Linked DNA regions of Anas platyrhynchos: region 1 is linked to region 2. A link is a contact called in public Hi-C data. All regions are on one chromosome and are shown on one strand. The core of a region is the stretch at or near the end of the contact, and the rest is flanking DNA. Distances in the headings are between cores, read along the strand shown.

What was found. A called contact is a pair of places that touch in the nucleus more often than the background predicts.
Region 1: a Hi-C map of subcutaneous adipose tissue shows a contact between it and region 2, with 3 times the contacts expected there. The contact joins two enhancer-like sites. A contact is called at or near these places in 5 of 8 Hi-C or Micro-C datasets (F5 follicle, liver, skeletal muscle and 1 more).

The regions. Positions count from the first base shown.
Region 1 is chr1:28,604,104-28,606,803 of IASCAAS_PekinDuck_T2T, reverse strand. It overlaps LOC106014344 (a long non-coding RNA gene), which reads left to right. Exons shown (of 3, transcript XR_011807019.1): 2 at 1-2,317. Among named protein-coding and RNA genes, the nearest start is that of IFRD1, 7.5 kb to the right of the region's middle. Within about 2 kb of position 1,268, at least 7 of the 8 cell types and tissues checked have an H3K27ac peak or open chromatin away from gene starts, as enhancers often do. A contact at or near this core is called in subcutaneous adipose tissue, where this site is marked.
Region 2 is chr1:28,565,898-28,568,597 of IASCAAS_PekinDuck_T2T, reverse strand. No RefSeq gene overlaps it. Among named protein-coding and RNA genes, the nearest start is that of LSMEM1, 18 kb to the left of the region's middle. Within about 2 kb of position 1,422, at least 6 of the 8 cell types and tissues checked have an H3K27ac peak or open chromatin away from gene starts, as enhancers often do. A contact at or near this core is called in subcutaneous adipose tissue, where this site is marked.

The DNA of each region.
Region 1 (2,700 bases), core at 19-2,518, 38 kb before region 2:
CCTGCGTGAGGGATGCCATTTTCAATGGCTACGCAGGCAGTATTTTCAGTGGGCTGGGCCGTGCGTGAGGAAGTGAGCTGGGGGATCTCCAGCGTGGAGGCTTAGTCATCCACACGCTCAGCATGAAACTGTTGCATGACACACAGTTCTCTCTTCTTCTTTTTTTTTTTTTTTTTTTTTCAAATAATAATTCCTTCTTCCTCTTTCTCTCTTAAGGTCCTTGTGCTGGGCCTGTTGCAGTATCAGGAAGCCTGGCTGGGAGCTGAGGAGGGTTTCACAGCAAGGGGCCGGGCCAGGAGACGCAGGCCATGGGGCCTGGCAAAGGTCCGTGGCTTGTCACGTGTCAGCGAGCAGCTGGTTAGGAAAGATAGTGTTTAAACAAACTGTTGTGTGCATTGCCGTGCCAGTACCTGTTTGCCCACATTCTTATTTTCAAAGTGCACCTCTTACACACTCTTGAATGAGTCATTATTCTTGGCTGGCATTGACGGTACCTGGAAATCCTAAACTTTATTGCCCTATACATTCCCTGTGCTCCACAGATTGCATGAGACATTTCTGTAGGGGTTGCATTGTTTTTCTGCTCCACTTACACCTGCTTTTCTCTGTTTTCTTCCAGAAAGGGCCATCCAGTTCCTCTACAATGTGTATGTGTTTCCCAGTAGTGCAAAAGCCACTCTGTGTAGCTCCCTATTGATTAAATGCTGACCAAGCACTAGCAATTTGCTTTATTACATTTTATTCATCACTGCCTGGAAGGTTAAAGCAGCTTTTGCATCCAGGAATGTGTCCTCACCTTTGGGCACTGAAGTCAGGGCCCGCACATAACGTCATGCCCACGTCAGTTTGTTCATGCTCACCTGTAATGCGATAACTTTACTACATCGCATTCAGTCATTTCTAGAATATTGGAGGAATGTTACAAACATCCTCAGGCAGAAAATGCCTGATGTTGAGAACAATCACCAGAGAGTGACAGTCGGAGCTTCTATTTAGCATGTCCAGCAGCTTCACCAGTAGCTGGAATGTGCACCCCTCGAAATGTAAGTATAAACATAAATCTTCCAGCATCATGAAGATCCCTTGAGAGATGGAAAGGGAGCACTTGGTCATCCTGTGGGGAACAGGAATGCAGGGATGCAAAAGTATCTGGGGTATGACAGGACTTTGAGGCCCCACAGGGTGTACAATCTGATCATTCCTTGGACTTCGGTAGACTAAAAGCCGTGTGTCTACCACCCCTCTTGATACTACAGAAAAACATCAACTCTCCCTTTCTTGGAAATGACCTTTATCACTCCTCACCCTATCTTGCTCAACCACCGCACTGTAAACCAGCAGCTGAAACAATCTTTCCCCTCCACCAGTTAACCACACTTCATATTTCCAGTTTTGGTGTAAAGAGAAGTACGAGGTCTGAATGTTATTGAGACCGTGGAGCATGGGCTTTGGCAGATCCTAGCAGCTTCGGTGCAACTTGCAGTGAGAAATCACCTTGCAAATAAGCAGCAATCAAATAATCATCTTTCAAATAAGCAGCAGTTTCCTCTGACTGAATGCTAATAGGGCTGTGATTTCCTAAGAGCTGATAACAGTTTTATTGTCACATTTCCCTCTGTTCCAAGAACAGCTTTATGATTAAGAAATTATACCTTCTGATGTTTGCTATTTGGGCAGCGTGGCAAACGTATAGGCAACAAGTGGGTGACTGTTCAGCACAGAGCGAGAGCTTCTGACAGGAATTTCTTGTTCTTGGGAGCTGGCAGACCACTGCTGCCACGGATGGCAAGGACACAAAAACCAAGAGGGTGTTAATGAAACGTAAAATTGCCGTGTGAAGTGGCAGGTGATTTCTTTATAGACAAGATTGAAAATATTGCCCAAGAAGAACTCACTTTAAGATCTGGGCTGACAGAAATAAAGTAATAATTTAAAAATTTAATAATCTGAAGTGAAACATCATGGACTTCAGACTAACGTGAATTTCAAGTCTAAACTAGAGAGTTAATGAACTGTAAGTGGTGAGGAGGGAAACAGTGCAGAATTCAGGCCTGTTAAAAGTTAACATGCTGGCAACTCTTTCAGGGTATTTCTGACTGACATAGAAGTATGAAAGCTACTGATGACAGTGATGAGACTTTATCGGGAATACTGGAATACTGTGTTTTAACCATGAAAGATAAATTCTCATCAGAACCTGTGCAGAGAAAGATGTCAAGAGATAAAGAACAACAGCATTAAAGCCTGGATTTGTACTCCCCATCCTCAGAAACTTCACAGCTATGTCACCTGGGACTCCTGCAGCTGATGGAAAGAGGTGGGTATCTCCAGCCATTCAGCCTAAGTTCTAACAAAGCTCCAAAATTAGACAGTTTAAATACTTTAAGCTACATGCAGAGAACATTGCCCTACACTGTGCCCTCAAAAACTAAGTTTGAGAAAGTGGCCAGCTGCTCTCAGGAGAGTAAACACCACAGAAGAGGTGAAGGTCAGGTTTATCAGCAGGACAAACTGATAAATGCTACACATGAATAAATTGTTCTGGTAAAGGGAAAACTGATTTTTGGAAACAGCCTCCCATATGTAGATGGATTCTTAACCAGAACTAAGTTGCAGCTGAACGGGTTAATTTAAGAGGTTATATGAAGAACATACCTGGAAGAGCAAACATTTGGGCAGGCAGATACGAAGAGATCCCTT
Region 2 (2,700 bases), core at 173-2,672:
TACTCTTATTTGAGAACTTGATCAATCTTAGAATTCAATAAAAGGTTTTTATAGACTCTGTTTTCTATCCTTTCTCTTGTTTCTGGGCCACATTGCAGCAATTGAAATGCTGTCCACGAGGCACTGATGAGCCAGCAAAACCCCTGAATGGTAATGAGAAGCGTCCAGTGGAAACAGGCTCAGCACAGTGCTGCTGCTAATTTATCAATGTGAGGCAAACCGACTTACACAAGAGGGTGAAAGGACAATTTAAAAATCTATCACCTGCCAATTTAAGAATCTATTAATAATTATGGGTTTGTTTTTCATGTTCTGCACTGCTCATTTAATCTCAATATCTTCTGCACCACGTAACTGACTTTGGAAAATATTGCTTGTCTACAAGGTGACATCAAATTTTCAAATTCAGACACTCTGCTCCTCTGCAAGAGCTTGTGGCTGATTAATTAACTCCTAACTATTACTGAATGCTCTATTTTTTATTTATTTATTTTTTTCCCCTTAAGGGAACACTGAAGCATTTTCATCAGAAAACCTCCCTCTGGGTTCTCATAATCATATGGGTAGATACGAGGGTTATTTTTAATTGATATTTCAACAGCAAGCGTGACAAGGATTCTAGCTCTTTTTATGCATCGTCAGTGACCAACTGACTTTGCATCCTGGAGCAAGTTAAATAACTAGATAATGAGGGAAAAAGCTTGGTACCTGTAAACTAATAGTAACAAAGAGAACTTCCTAATATTATTTTAATAGGATTTTAGATGTAGGTGGCTTATTTATTTATTTATTTGAATAGTATCAACCAATCTGTTCGCTGTGGTAGGGAAGGAAAGTTTTCTTAAGACTGCTTCTTGCACAACCTAACCTGTAGTTTTATTGTGCCTGGTTTACCTCATCTGCTGCTTATCTCGTACAAAAACCTCAGGCAGGAGGGCCCACAGGGCCGTGATGCCACTGGCAGCGACTGAGTCAGCTTGTCCAAGTGTACGGGCAGCAGATGACATGCACTAAACTGATTCAGCAGCTATAAATAAGCACTGACTGACTCATTTAGGTCTTTTCCGTGAGGAAGAGTGATCACAGCAAAAAATCGGGATAAGCTGACAAGAAAGCCACCTGAATCTCCGAGATGTTGCTTCATAATGTTTTGTATCTGCCCTACCAAACGCCCTCCTGTCCCTGAGCACTCTCTTTAAGGTCTTTCCTCAAATGCTTCTTACAGAGAGGAGACCAGGGCAGGAGGGTCTGCATCTCTTGGCAGACAACAGCGGATATGTCAGGGGCTGGCTAACGTGAGGGGAAAGCTGTGGGTGTGAGGGAAGGCGGTGGGCTTGAGGCAAAGACAGGGTCTGCCACCGGCTGCCCTCGTCCTGCCGGGCCCTCAGGGCACCGCCAGCCTCCCGCCGCCTCTCGCTGCCGCAGGGCGACCCCTGGTGGCCATTTCGGAGCAGCCCGGCGGGGCTGAGCCGAGCCCGGCGGCAGGGGGAGCCCGGCGAGGGAAAATGGCGGCGGGGCCGGGTGGCGGGGCTGAGGGGCGCCTCAGAGCGTGGCGCTGACCGCGGGCTGGGGAGGAGTGAGGGCAATTTTCAGCCGGGTAATCCCAGCGTGGAGCCAGGCACTCGGCCGGCCGCCAGGGCACGGCCACGGCGAGGCTGCAGGCGCCGATAGGATGGCGGCGAAATGTCGGGTGCGAGGAGGAATGAAACGCCTCTGTGCGCCTGAGCCGAAAGGGCACTGCTGGCTGGTGGCTGCTGCCAGGCAGCGACGGCTTTCCTTCAGTGACTCTTTTTTTTATTTTTTTTTTCCCTTCCAAGGGCAGCCACAATGCCTTTTTAATAAGTTTTTAGATGCTTGCTGCTATCATTTCCATGGAAATTGTCAAGTCATCTCCTTGCCGGGCTTGGAGAAAGAGCAAGGAGTTTTGGCAAAAGTTCAGCAGATCAAAAACATTAGCTTAAAAATTAAAAGAGGGAAATGTGAATATAAGAAAAACAAATTTGTGAGTATTTTGCAATCTGGTCAGCACTGACTTTGTTACCCCAGATAACTGAAGCAACTCTGCTGCATCCTACAGCAGCATACCTAGGGGCTCATGAGCAAGTCTAAGAAGGAATTCAGCAGCTCAATGCATCTTTTCAAATGTCCCTGCACTTTTATACGTCCCTTTTCACTGCCAACATGGTCACTTTGGGCAGATCAGCGGGCTGTGTGAGGGAAAGGGCTTGTGGTGAACCCAAAGGAAGGGCAGCTGTGCCCGGGCGAGGCAAGGCAGGGGCCCATGGCTTTGGGGAGCTGGGGGCAGCTCTGCAGTGCATGGGTCCGGCTGCTGCCTTGGTTGCTGCTGTTGAACAGTGTAGGCTGCCTCATAGAGCCTTGAAGGGGGAGTGTTTTCTGACCAAAGTTTGGCTGGGGTCCCCTGGTCTGTTCGGCGTCTTTTTTTCCTTCCTTCAGATCTGTGGTAAAATGTTTTGCCACTGATTAGACTGGCCACGTGCACACAAATGGAAAACACAACTAAATCTATTAGACAACCACTGACATGGACACACACACTTAAGTCATTACTTTGACAAGGTGATAGGCGTATCCATTGATTTGGGGAGATGTAGACCCTCTTGATTATAATGCAAGGTGCAATTATGTATCAGTGATCTATCCACTCATTTTGAGATGGAGAATTTCTTATGCCACTTAACC